Linked DNA regions of Mus musculus: region 1 is linked to region 2. The links are chromatin contacts, called in public HiChIP or PLAC-seq maps. All regions are on one chromosome and are shown on one strand. The core of a region is the stretch at or near the end of the contact, and the rest is flanking DNA. Distances in the headings are between cores, read along the strand shown.

Evidence for each region. HiChIP or PLAC-seq counts read pairs in DNA pulled down with a chosen protein or histone mark.
Region 1: a contact with region 2 is called in an H3K27ac HiChIP or PLAC-seq map of embryonic stem cells, with 5 read pairs. The contact joins the promoter of Arid1a here to the enhancer-like site in region 2. A contact is called at or near these places in 6 of 115 datasets of contacts at active chromatin or transcription factors (the SCID.adh cell line, bone marrow-derived macrophages, effector CD8 T cells and 2 more) and 3 of 9 other capture datasets (adipose tissue, liver and pancreatic islet).

The regions. Positions count from the first base shown.
Region 1 is chr4:133,752,604-133,759,371 of GRCm38.p6, reverse strand. It overlaps Arid1a (AT rich interactive domain 1A (SWI-like)), which reads left to right and starts at 5,387. Exons shown (of 20, transcript NM_001080819.2): 1 at 5,387-6,768. The coding sequence starts at 5,761.
Region 2 is chr4:133,860,539-133,867,151 of GRCm38.p6, reverse strand. It overlaps Rps6ka1 (ribosomal protein S6 kinase polypeptide 1), which reads left to right. Exons shown (of 22, transcript NM_009097.5): 7 at 1-29; 8 at 753-790; 9 at 1,247-1,389; 10 at 1,721-1,791; 11 at 2,039-2,127; 12 at 3,082-3,146; 13 at 3,402-3,504; 14 at 5,606-5,736; 15 at 6,210-6,335; 16 at 6,552-6,613. Among named protein-coding and RNA genes, the nearest start is that of Gm12977, 8.1 kb to the left of the region's middle. Within about 2 kb of position 2,086, at least 72 of the 459 cell types and tissues checked have an H3K27ac peak or open chromatin away from gene starts, as enhancers often do. A contact at or near this core is called in embryonic stem cells, where this site is marked.

The DNA of each region.
Region 1 (6,768 bases), core at 4,138-6,637, 110 kb after region 2:
TGTGTTTCCAGCCGCCCCTCCTGGTTCAGAGTACATGCCCTCTTCCCTCCATTTTGTCTACAACCCTTCTGCGGTTTTGCTTCTAAGTATTTTCTACAGAATGTGTGGTGGAACAGAAGACTCCTTCTAGCCCCATTCCAGAATTGCTGTGAGGAACTGCCCCACTCTGTCCCACCTCAGTAAGATGGCCATGTGAGGAAACTCTGCAAACAAGGGCCTGAGAGAAGACCCCCTGGGATGCTTGAGTTTTTTTCCCCCTCTATTCTGATTTCCTTCTCCACCCTCAGCCTTAGTGTTTTCTCTCCTCAGATTACACTATATGCAGTGAAGTTTTTCCTAACTAGGCTTTACTGCACAAAAGAAAATCAGTTTACATTGGTTTAATATGGGACAAGTGTGTTATGGGCACGAGCCCATTTTGAGACAGGGCCTCTCTGGTTAGCACTGGCAGTTTTGGAACTCAACTCTGTAGACCAGGCTGGCCTCCAGTTTATAGATCAACCTGGGACTAAAGGATTATGCTACCACACTGGGCTCCAGTCCTATTTCAAACAAACAAAAGAAACCATATATATGGTAGTTTTATTATCTTATCCAAAAAAAAAAAAAAAAAAAAAAAGTCATTCAGCAGTGGGATGAGCCAATGAGCCAGAAGGGTTAGCTGTAGTATTAAGAGCCTGGGTTGGGGATTTAGCTCAGTGCTAGAGGTCCCTCAGCTCTGGAAAAAAAAAAAAAAAAAAAAAAAAAAAGACAAAAATTTTCTGCTGGTCATGGTGGTGCAGGCCTTTAATTCCAGCACTTGAGAGGCAGAGGCAGGTAGATTGGATTTCTGAGTTTGAGGCCAGCCTGGTCTACAGAGTGAGTTCCAGGACAGCCAGAGCTATACATAGAAACTCTGTCTTGAAAAACAAAAACAAAAAACAAACAAAAAGAGCGTGAAAGATGGAGTTGCTTTGTTTCTGTAGGTTGACCTTGGGAGTTGTTTTATTTGAAATATTCCACAGACCAGAATCAGCATGGACCTGTATTTTACTTATGTTATCTTATGATTATATTTGTAGCATTGCTGGGAATCAAACCCTAGAGTCTTATCCATGAGGGTCCTACCACAGAACTGCATTTATTTTATGTTTATTTCATTTTGGTAGGGAGCTGATGGTGAGGGTAATTCTTTTTTTTTTTTTTTTTCTTGAGACAGAGACAGGGTTTCTCTGTGTAGCCCTGACTGTCCTGGAACTCACTCTGTAGATCAGGCTGGCCTCAACCCAGAAATTTGCCTGCCTCTGCCTCCCAAGTGCTGGGATTAAAGGCGTGTGCCACCACTGCCAAGCAGGTAATTCTTATGTTAACACAAACACCCGAAGGATTTATGCTCAAGGCTATTTTGCCTTAGCTCAGAGGGAAAAAAAAAAGTCTCATTGAGAAATGAACATTTCTTTAAATGGGTCTTTTATTTATTTATTTTGTAAAATTAGAATCTCCCAAATTGTTTTAAGACTTTGAGGTGAGTGGAAAAGTGAACCAGAAAAGCAGTGTGCGAACTTTTGAAGCTGGAAGCCACCCGGTTCGGTTCGCTCTTAGGGCTTCTTGGGCACGATTTTTACCGCGAAGTGATGTGGAGCGCCATTCGGACTCCGTTCCATGTTCCCCCGCGACAATCCAGTTCGTGTCTTAGCGCTCCTGCCTGCGAGCCGGGAGCATAATGAATTGCCTTGACTCTAGCTTCAATCCACTTTCCTCGCTTAATATGCAGCCCAAAGTTTTGCAGCTCACTGTCAGATGGTTGTGCTAGACTTTCACACTGATCCCAAAGCCTCCGCTGGGGCTGTTTCTTCACACGGAGTTACAAACTTTAAGAAACACAGCTCCAGACGGAAATCCACGCCAGGCTTTGAACTCTGCTTCTGGCTTCCGTCAACTGACACAGTTGCCCTTTTGCTCAAACTCGCAGCTCCAGCTCGCACTTGAGAGCGCTCGGCTGGGTGTCTGCTGTGGCGCCGCGGCGGGAATGTGCGGGGGCCACGGCCCGGCTCCGCACGTCTCAGCCCGGAGCAGGCAGAACCCTCCCTCTGCCTCTGCTAGCAAGCGTCCTGCCCCGAGTCCAGTAAGGGAGAGAGGTCTGCGGGGCAGGCGAGGCCGACCTTTTGTTTGTTTGAGGAGTTTCGTGTTTCAGACATTTAGAGTGAGCAAACTGCGAGGGAGGAAGAAGGGCTTGTCCTCCCTGCAAGCGTTTCTTTCTCCTAGCAAAGCCTCCAGGCCCAGCTTCCACATTTTGCAGTTGACTGTGTGGGATCTTCATAGGTTCATCCCTCATTCTCAGGCCCAATCCATGCACGCTGTGCAGCCAGAGAGAATGAGAGCACATCCTCTGCCATTTTCAGCCGGTTGCTGCCGGCAGCCCAGCCCCCTTTCCTTGGCTGTGGCTGCCGCCGGAGTTCCGGCGCCCAGAAGCGGCCCCCGGTCCGCCCGGCCCCGGATCCAGTCCACTTTTGCCGATTGCCGTCCTGCCCGGCTTGGTGATAAGAACTCTCCTGTGAGAGCCAGCGAACGAGACTTTAGTCCGGTTTCCATGTCAACGATTCAGTCCATATTTGCCATCAGGCTGCCGGTGGCAGAGGCGCTTTCGAGAGGAGAGCGCTGTCCTAACCCTATAATCTGCGCCGGGATTCCTGAGCTGCCTGGGTGTGGGGTGAAAAGGCAGGGGCTGTGGGGGAAAAATACCCACCGAGGGGAGGACCCACGGCCCCGAGTCGGGGTCTCGCTGCTCGGGCCAGCCACGTGCCCGCTCCTCCCCTCCCCCTTCTCCTTCCCAGTGCCCCTGGGGAAAGCGGATGGACCAGTTTCTAAGAAAGTTCCTCAGCCCAGCAGTCTTAGGTTAATGTTGTAGATCTTAGAGAGGAAGGGACTCTAAGGATTTGAGATTTTTTTTTTTAAAGAAAAGTAGAGAAGAAGAAAAACACTACCTCTCCTGACCCAGGTGGATATATTTTTATGCACTTTGCCTCATTGCTAGATTAAAATGGTGACTGTTTTCAAAACAGCGTGACCACGTGTAGGGAAAGGGATTTTGGCGCTTTCCATATGCACGGCCATGGAAGAAGGCCATGTGGACTTTCCTTGAAGACAAATCCATTCTCGCTTCCAGATTTTCACTGGGCTCCAGGTTTCCCATTACACCCCAGTTCCGAGGAAAATGGCAGGGTAATTGCATGTAAAAAATTCCTCATTTGTGTGCGGGACTCAGGACTGTTTGGCAGCTCCGAGGCAGTTGATTAAATAGCAAAGCTCCATTTATGAGGCAGCCTATAATTTGGTTTCTAGGACCTAATGCACCACTAGAGTTGTGCTTCTGAGGGCCGTGAATGAAAACTGGTCCATACCAGCCAGTTCCATCGCCTTGGCAGGTTGGTTTGGTTCTTGGTTGGGGGATGGGAGAGCAGAGGGGCTCTGGCCATGGCTCCATTCTCAGTTTACTACGGAAGGTTTGTAATGTGGGGTGTTCTTGATTTTTCTTGGGGGTAGAAGAAATGACTTAGCCTTTCAGAATTATTTCTGTTGACCCATGACATGATCAGAACTCCAGGGGCCTGCAGAGCCCACAAGTTCTAAAATAATGGTCTGTGGTCCAAAGTCTCCATTTATAAAATCTGGGAGGAAAAGAGGCCTTTGTCATTGATGCTTTCCCAAGGCAGTCTTGGTCCTGGTGAGACGCTGGAATTCCCTCTGGTTTCTCCTGGCTTGCCCTGTCAGAGCATTCCAGGCCTGCCTGAGAAGAAAAGGCTGCTGTGGAACTGGTGAGGCCTGTAGGTCTGGACAACTCTGAGCTTTTCCGCGAATGCCTTGATCTTCACAGATAAACCTGGCCTTAGGGTCTCTGGTAAACTTCAAGGAGTCTTACACCTTAGGATAGACAGCAGATCTGAGGGGCATCCGTTTTCTGTGTGACCTGTTAGGCTCTTTTTCTCTCTTTATAGAGAAAATGGTTTCCATTTTCTGCATCCCTCTTCTGCAGTGGTTTTTGAACAGAGGTTCTTTCAGTCCCTGGAGCCTCTTCTGTGGGCTGTTTACAGTCTTCCAAGGTACTTGCCTTTGAAGATTGGGCTACTGGCCATTGTGAGCTAGGTTCCCTTAGGAAGTGCTAATGGAGCTTGGTTTGCCTGGAGGACTGTCTTAAGCCCCCAACGCATCAGTAGCCACCATTTTAAGAGAAGTGGTGGGATGACCACGTTTGATTTTCAAACCTCCTGACACTGATCTGATCCGGTGGTTGGATTTGTTCACAACGTAAGTGCCTTTCTTTTCTCTTTTCCTCCTTTTCTCTGGCTAAGTAGACAAGATGCGGCTTCGGCCACTCACTCCACTTTTTATAGCCACACACTTCTGCCCTCTGACTTTAAGTGACCTGGGCAGTCCCCTCCCTTCAGTCTGTTGGTAAAATGGGGGGGGGGGAGATAATCCAGACCTCATGCCCCCAGGGCCTTGTCAGAGAGGGCTAATGAGGGCAGGGCACGGGAGAACCGATAGTTTGAACAATGGTCAGTCCTCCTTTGGGGCTAGCCAAAGGGGGGGAAAAGCAGGGCTCGCTCAGCTGGGTCTCTAGAGCAGGTCTGCAAAAGGCTTTGAAGAAGAAAAGTGCTGCGGAGGTGCTAAGTCGCAGCCAAGAGCCCAGGCCCGGTGCCAGGGGGTCAGGTCCCGGCCGCGGCGGCCGCGGTTTCGGGCTCAGGCCAATTTTGCAGGCGCGGGTAAAGTTCACGCGGCCCGCTCCCTTTGGAGCGGCCGGGAGGGGACAGGCCAGGCTGGGAACGCGGCGAGCGAGGCGGCGCAGGCTCCGGAGGCGCGGGCTCCGGGCCGGGTTTTCCCCGAAGCCTTCGGCGGCGGCGCAGCCGAGCGAAAGAGGCTGAGGGCTTGCCGCCGCCGCCGCGGCTCCTTCTCTCCCCTCCTCCTTTGTGAGGGGAAGGGAGCGAGTCCATTCCACGGCCTGCGCCCGCTCCGCGCTCCAGTCCTGGTTTTTCAGGCGGCCGCGACGGCGCTGGGTAAAATGGCAGTGCTGAGCCTCGTGTCGGAGTGAGGGGGACTCGGAGGAGAGTGGGGCGCTCTAGCTGCTCAGTCCCGCCGCCCGCCCGCCCGCTCTCTCGTTCGCTCTCTCGCCCGCCCGCCCGCCGCCAAGCAGCAGCCTCGGCCCGAGCCGCGGCCGGGGAGGCGAGGCAGGGCGCCCGCCAGAGCAGCGCTCCTACTCTGCCTCCCGGCGCCCCGTCCGCCGCCGCGCGCCCTCCAGCCCGCCCGCCCGCCCGCCCGTCCCGGGTCCCCCCTCCCCCCCCGCTCCCTCCCTCCTTTCCCGCCCCCTCCCCCTCGCCTCCCTCCCTCCCTCCCTCCTCCTTTCTCCGGCAGCAGAAAGCGGAGAGTCACAGCGGGGCCAGGCCCTGGGGAGCGGAGCCTCCACCGCCCCCCTCATTCCCAGGCAAGGGCTTGGGGGGAATGAGCCGGGAGAGCCGGGTCCCGAGCCGCCAGAGCCCGGAGCAGCTGAGCCGCCGGCGCCTCGGCTGCCGCCGCCGCCTCCTCCTCCTCCTCCGCCGCCAGCCCGGAGCCTGAGCCGGCGGGGCGGGGGGGAGAGGAGCGAGCGCAGCGCAGCAGCGGAGCCCCGCGAGGCCCGCCCGGGCGGGTGGGGAGGGCAGCCCGGGGGACTCGGCCCCGGGGCGGGGTGGGAGGGGGGAGAAGACGAAGACAGGGCCGGGTCTCTCCGCGGACGAGACAGCGGGGATCATGGCCGCGCAGGTCGCCCCCGCCGCCGCCAGCAGCCTGGGCAACCCGCCGCCGCCGCCCTCGGAGCTGAAGAAAGCCGAGCAGCAACAGCGGGAGGAGGCGGGGGGCGAGGCGGCGGCGGCAGCGGCCGAGCGCGGGGAAATGAAGGCAGCCGCCGGGCAGGAGAGCGAGGGCCCCGCCGTGGGGCCGCCGCAGCCGCTGGGAAAGGAGCTGCAGGACGGGGCCGAGAGCAATGGGGGTGGCGGCGGCGGCGGAGCCGGCAGCGGCGGCGGGCCCGGCGCGGAGCCGGACCTGAAGAACTCGAACGGGAACGCGGGCCCTAGGCCCGCCCTGAACAATAACCTCCCGGAGCCGCCCGGCGGCGGCGGCGGCGGCGGCAGCAGCAGCAGCGACGGGGTGGGGGCGCCTCCTCACTCGGCCGCGGCCGCCCTGCCGCCCCCAGCCTACGGCTTCGGGCAAGCCTACGGCCGGAGCCCGTCTGCCGTCGCCGCCGCGGCGGCCGCCGTCTTCCACCAACAACATGGCGGACAACAAAGCCCTGGCCTGGCAGCGCTGCAGAGCGGCGGCGGCGGGGGCTTGGAGCCCTACGCCGGGCCCCAGCAGAACTCGCACGACCACGGCTTCCCCAACCACCAGTACAACTCCTACTACCCCAACCGCAGCGCCTACCCCCCGCCTCCCCAGGCCTACGCGCTGAGCTCCCCGAGAGGTGGCACTCCGGGCTCCGGCGCGGCGGCGGCCGCCGGCTCCAAGCCGCCTCCCTCCTCCAGCGCCTCTGCCTCCTCGTCGTCTTCGTCCTTCGCACAGCAGCGCTTCGGGGCCATGGGGGGAGGCGGCCCCTCAGCGGCCGGCGGGGGAACTCCCCAGCCCACCGCCACCCCCACCCTCAACCAACTGCTCACGTCGCCCAGCTCGGCCCGTGGCTACCAGGGCTACCCCGGGGGCGACTACGGCGGCGGGCCCCAGGACGGGGGCGCGGGCAAAGGCCCGGCGGACATGGCCTCGCAG
Region 2 (6,613 bases), core at 837-3,336:
ATTATTTACAGAGACCTCAAGCCTGAGAAGTGAGCAAAGCCCCTGCCATACTGCTGATCTCTCCTGGGCACAGGGACTGCTCTTGGGCCCTTTTAGAACAGGGCCATTTGGGAGATGCTGTGGCGCTCCCAGGAATTTATCTCTCTTTGGGGCTGTCAAGAGGGATGGGTGGTTGTCGCAGGTTGTGGCCAACAGCAGGTTCACTTTAGGTAATTAGGAATTGCCTGGTCGGTACTGCTATTACTAAAGGCTGCAGCCCAGCTGTGGCCCTACTCCATTCCCCTTCCTTTTGGTTTTTCGAGACAAGTGCTTTAATCCCAAGTGCTGGGAATAAAGGCCTGCGTTACTATCACCCAGCTCTAAAGATCATCTCTCCATCCGCTTATCCTGGGGGTTTCGCATGCACTGCCTTCCGGTGCTGTGTTGAGAGCTGGGATAGATTCTGGTGGTAGAGTTAGACACACCCCAAGTCAGGCATTGCGGTACTCAACTGTAGTACCAGCTGCTAAAGAGGCCGAGTCCAGGAGTTCGAAGCCAGCCTGTACAATGTAGTAGAATTGAAAGAAAGACAAGTTCCCTAGCCATTCTAAAGGAGTTACTTTCCCGAGCTTCCATCCTTCCACTTTTCCTTGAGTAGAGTTGGACCAAACCCTTCTTCTGGTCAGGCCCAAGTCTCTCCACCCCAAGGTTACTGCTAGAACCTGCACAGTGCCTGCAGCTAAGGATTCCTGACTCCTGTCTCTCTGTTACAGTATCCTTTTGGATGAGGAGGGCCACATCAAACTCACTGGTGAGTGAAGGGCACCTGCTCCTTTGGGCTCTGGGGAGGATAACCAGGCTCTGTCTGATAGGTCTCAGCTGATGGCTGTGTTTCCTGGGAGACGATGCCAGTTACATACATGCCAAAAACCTAGGCCTTGTTACTTAGTTATTTTTTGTGTGTGTATGGGAGTTTTGCCTATATTTGTATCTGTACCTCATGCATGTGTTGCCCAAAGAGGCTAGAGTTGCCTGCACCTGGTTGTTAACCATCGTGTGGGAGCTGGGAATGGAACCTGGGTTGTCTGGAAGAACAGCCAATATTCTTAACTGCTGAGCCATCTCTCGAGGCTCCCTAGGTCTCAGAGCAGACTGAGCTCTCACTGACAACCTTGGTGATACCTGGCTCCGGTCAGAGGAGCTAAGTGTGGTAGCCGTGGGCGTGGCAGGGATCCTAGAAGTGACTTCTCTGCCCTCCATGCTGCAGACTTTGGCCTGAGCAAGGAGGCCATAGACCATGAGAAGAAGGCTTACTCCTTCTGCGGGACAGTGGAGTACATGGCGCCCGAGGTTGTCAACCGCCAGGGTCACACCCACAGTGCAGACTGGTGGTCCTATGGGGTGCTGATGGTGAGTGTCCGGGCTCTGCTGCACACTGTTGTACTTTGTTTCCCTCGAAGAGCCGCGGGCTTTAGTCCACCTGCCTGAAGTACCACCCCTCACCTAACTTGGGAACTCTCCTCTGCTTCCTTCCTCTGGCTTTAGTGCTGCTCCTGGGTTCTAGGTTGGGAGGGGGGCAGAGGCAGGCACAGGCCTTGCTGCAGCTAGACTTAGACTGTAAAGTCTTAACAGGCCAGCAAGAATCCCCGGACTGCAGCAGGGTAGCCCGGGAAGGAGGGGGAGGGATGTGTGGGAGACAGAGAACAAGGCCACACCTATATGTTTCCTTTTCCCCCCGAAGTTTGAGATGCTGACGGGCTCCCTGCCCTTCCAGGGGAAGGACCGGAAGGAGACCATGACCTTGATTTTGAAGTAAGCACCAACACTGCCTGGCCCTCCAAGTTCTCCCTAATCCCACCCCAGTTGCAGGGCCAGTGAATTGCTTTTTCCCTGTCTGCAGACCCTTGCTGTCTGCCAGGGCCAGTGGGAAGTGTTCTTAATGTCTCTGGGAGGTGAGTTAGTGGCTGGCTTCTCTGGACTGAGCTGGAAAAGAGAAAGGGAAGGGGCTCTGGGACTCCTGGGTGGGGCTCAGCCCTGATGAGACCTGTGGCTGTTCCAGGGCGAAGCTAGGCATGCCCCAGTTTCTGAGCACGGAAGCCCAGAGCCTCCTGCGGGCCCTGTTCAAGAGGAATCCTGCCAATCGGCTTGGTAAGCAACCCCAGCTCAGAGGAGGGGACATGGCGGTGAGGATCAGGGTACAGCTGCAGCCTAGGCCACGGGGCCACATCTAGGACTGAAAGGAGCTGTTGTCCTTTGTGTGAGCAGACAATGCTGCTGGCCACCCTATTTTCTGGTTCCATGTATGGTGCTGGGAGGGTGACCTGTGTGGGGGGAAGGCAGGAACTGAGTCATTCATACCCCCTCAGGGACAAGGACACAGGCCCCCACACAGCTTCTCTGCCAAGGTTGCTGGCTCAAGGGAAGGCGCAGGAGCTTAGGAGCGAGAAAGGTCTCAGGCCTAGCTGTGTCTGTCCCCGCTGCCCGGCACCCAGCAGTACTGTAAACATTTGCTGAGGGATTGAATACGGTTTATGAGCCTGCGCTATGGCAGGGGACCCCACCTTTCCGAGCCCCAGGTTCCTGTGTCAGTGGAGACACTGATTCTGCCCTGGCTCCCGGGGATCTTTGATGAGAGAAGGACATTCCTGTTGTTCAGTGAAGTATACAGTATTTGCCGAGGTTTTTGGATGCTGGCTTTATCTGGATCACAACCAGCTAAGGTCCAGTCCAGGTCCCTGGGTTGAATCGAATGAGCGTTTGTCTCAGGGATAAAGACGAGAGGCAGTAGGAAAAGAAGGGCAGAGAGGAGGGGGGCCTGTGGCGGGAGTGGATGAAGGCCCTTGTTAGATCTCAAAAGAAGTCAGTCCAGCTTCTGTCAGGATTAATGCTTGGACAGGCTTCCCGTCCTGCCTGGCCCCTCCTTCCTCAGTACACCAGCAGAAGCTCCGTAACATAGGAAATACTGAGCGGGCTCCAGGCTTCAGGGTAGTGGGTACTGACGCAGGACATGGTGAACCCCTGCTGCCCTCCACGGTAGCAGCTGGTCCAGAGCCTGGAAGACAGAATGGGTGTCTGAGGTTGGCTTCATTTGGCTTCTTTCAGGCTCGGGCCCTGATGGGGCAGAGGAAATTAAGAGACATATCTTCTACTCCACCATTGACTGGAATGTGAGTGCCCGTGCCTGTGCCCTGTGATGGACGCAGGAAGGGTGGGGGAGGGGCCCCTGCCAACCGTGGCCTCAGCTGTGGGAGGTAGAAGGTGAGCAGCCCTTAACATGCCCTTGGAGGGGTGACTTCACGCCCTTGAAGGCTGCTCTCCCTTGCTGTTATCCACTGAGCAGCATAGCTTCTACTCTTCCTGTCGGGGCTGCTAGCAGGCTGTGGGGTCACCATGGTGACCAGAGCATATACCCCACCTTACAGAAGCTCTACCGGCGTGAGATCAAGCCCCCTTTCAAGCCGGCTGTGGCCCAGCCCGACGACACCTTCTACTTTGATACCGAGTTCACGTCACGCACACCCAGGGGTACGTTCCTGACCTGACTTGTCTGTCTTGGGCTGGGTAGCAGATCTTTGGGGAACCCTGGGCTACAGAGGTGATCGAGGATTCTGGAAGCCCAGGTGTGTGGGTAGATAGGCAGTATCTGGCCCCGTGGGCTTCATGCTCCATCCTGACTTCATGCGACCCGACTACTTCCATGGGCTTCTGTGGGCTGCTTTGTTTCTCGGTGAGGGACTGAAGTGTGGGGGTGGTTTAGGCCACAACAGGAAAGTCAGGACCCCCTGCCCCAGGCATCTTCCAGCCCACTGGGACCACTAAACACACAAGGCCTGCACTTGCATCAGACATGAGGAATCTGACCGGGCAGACCTGTGATGGAGAGGCCTCGGCAGAGCAGAGGAGACGGTGCCCACAGGCTGGATGAGCTGGGAAACCTGACGTCCAGCCAGATACTGCCAGTGGGTGGGGAGGTGTGTGTTAGTTCTGAGGTGTCTTTTTTTTTTTTTTTTAATTTATTTACTTATTTTATGTAAGTACATTGTAGCTGTCTTCAGGCACTCCAGAAGAGGGAGTCAGATCTCATTACGAATGGTTGTGAGCCACCATGTGGTTGCTGGGATTTGAACTCCGGACCTTCGGAAGAGCAGTCGGGTGCTCTTACCCACTGAGCCATCTCACCAGCCCCTGAGGTGTCTTCTTAGAGGGTGATCGTTCCCTCTGTGTAACTTGCACACCATTGTTGACTGGAAGCGCATCACTTCACAGCTGTCTTGTCTTCCCCTTATTTATCTGCCAAGTCCATACCAGGTCCCCGCTCTATGCCAGCCGTAGTGAGAATGGTGGATTGTGAACCAGACAGAACCATGTAGCTCAGGTGTCAGTGGGAAGGATTATAGAGGGTCAGAGGAGCGACATCATCAGGTAGCCTTCTCAGGGAAAGGAAGGTAGCTAAGACTTGAATGATGGACAAGGAGTGGCTTATCTAATCCAGGAGAACGGCGTGTGTAGCGACACCGAGACACTCTTGAGTGTGTGGAGTTCATCGGGACTGAGTTCCCAAAGGGGAGGAACGAGGCTGAGGCCACGTGGATCTCACTTGCCAGACTTGGGGGTGGGGGTGGGGTGAGCAGTCCCTTGATGAGTGTAGAACACAGGTGGCCCCAGACTTCTTGGTTGGAACTGTCCCTCTAGCTGTGCTGAGAATAGGCCTAAGAAGGGGATGGACCTGAGGTGGGGAGGGTGGGAAGAGGTATCCTGGGCCTGGCCTGAGCAGGAGGCTGGGTGTGGGGCTCTTACAGTCTTCACGTGACAGGTCTGGACCAGTCTAAGCACGTGTTGGTTTGCTTATATTGTGTTTGTTAATTGATTATTTGGAGTTTTTAAGACAGGATTTCTTTCTGTGGCTCAGGCTGGCTTAGAACTCTCTGTGTAACCCAGTCTGGCCTCCATCTGGAGCAATCCTGACTCTGCCTGCTGAGGGCTGAGATTGCAGGCACGTGCCGTCATGCACAGCTACACATTCATTTAGTATGTGGATGAAAAATGAAGTCAGAGGAGACCATGGCTCCTCCCAAAGCACAGAGGGGGTTTTTATTGTAGATACAGGGGAGAAGGCAGGCAGAGGGAAGAGTTCTGATGGAACATGGCCGGCAGACTAAACTGGACCACGGTAGGGGGGGAAACAAGAGAGGGGCCGGTGACCAAGAGGGGTGGCCTGGGTCAAGAGACCAGAGTAGCCAAAATAGTTGAGTTATTTATCAGGCTGAGGAAAGAGAAGAGGAAGCCCAGTACTGGGAGGGAGAGGTTTAGGCTGAGGGCTGGGTGGAGAGCCCTGGGAGGAGCCACGGGTCTAAGACTTGTCCCATGTTTCATGGAGATCTAACACTGAATGTGTTTGTGTTTTTTTCGTGATGCTGGAAATCGAACCTACATTGTAGGATGTAGGCAGGTGCTATACCACTGAGCCACACATGTTAACAGACAGGCCAAGGCCTGGGATAGATGAGCCTTCAACATGCTCCCTCCAGGGCTGCCTGCTGAAGCAGGCCACGGTCCCGGCAGTCTCCCTGTCCTGGACTGCAGGCTTCAAGGGTACCCGCTCACGCCCATGTCCTCTGCTTGACAGATTCGCCAGGCATCCCTCCCAGTGCTGGTGCCCATCAGCTGTTCCGTGGCTTCAGCTTCGTGGCCACTGGTCTGATGGAGGACGACGGCAAGCCTCGGACCACTCAGGCCCCCCTACACTCGGTGGTACAGGTGAGGGAGCTGGGCCCTGCTGCTCGGTTGCCCTAAACAGAAGAGCTAAGAACACAGGCTGTGGAGCTGGCCGGTCACGCCTCTGGGACCCAGACGACCTCCAGTCTCTTGGACCCTCACGGTCCCCATATGTAAACCCGCTAGTGATTGATAACACGATCCTTGATACCTGTCTCCGAATGGCCCTGACTATTGGCTAAAAACAGATAGGAACTTCTTAACATCAGAGCTCATGGCCTGGGCTTAGCTTACAAGTTGGCCAGACTCTAGAGGAGACACTTGGCCCGTTGCAGAGTAAAAACGGAGGCTCAGAGAGGGGCAGACTCCTGACTGAGGCCACACAGGTCAGATGACACTCAGGTCTTGTGGCTGTTTCTCTTTTGCCATGCCACCTCTACCGAGCCAAGGCCTGATGTTAGGAATGACCCCTGCACCGTAGCATCCGGGGTCAGGCTGACTCGTGTCTCCTGCAGCAACTCCACGGGAAGAACTTGGTTTTCAGTGACGGCTACGTAGTAAAGGAGACGATCGGCGTGGGCTCCTACTCTGTGTGTAAGCGTTGTGTCCACAAGGCCACCAACATGGAGTATGCTGTCAAGGTGAGCCTCCGAACCATAGCTCTGCTAAGGCTGCTGGGCTCGGGGTAAGGCCAGTGTGTACCTGTGGCAAAATGATGGGGAGTGTCTGTGGACAATGACAGGTGAACGGCTGCTCAGTTCTCCCTGGCCCCGTGGTCTGGCCTCCATAACAATACAAAGAGGCTCACACCACGGGCCTTTGCCCCTGACGTTGCTATGGCCTCCCGTTCTCTTCAGGTCATCGACAAGAGCAAAAGAGATCCCTCAGAAGAGATTGAGATTCTTCTGCGGTATGGCCA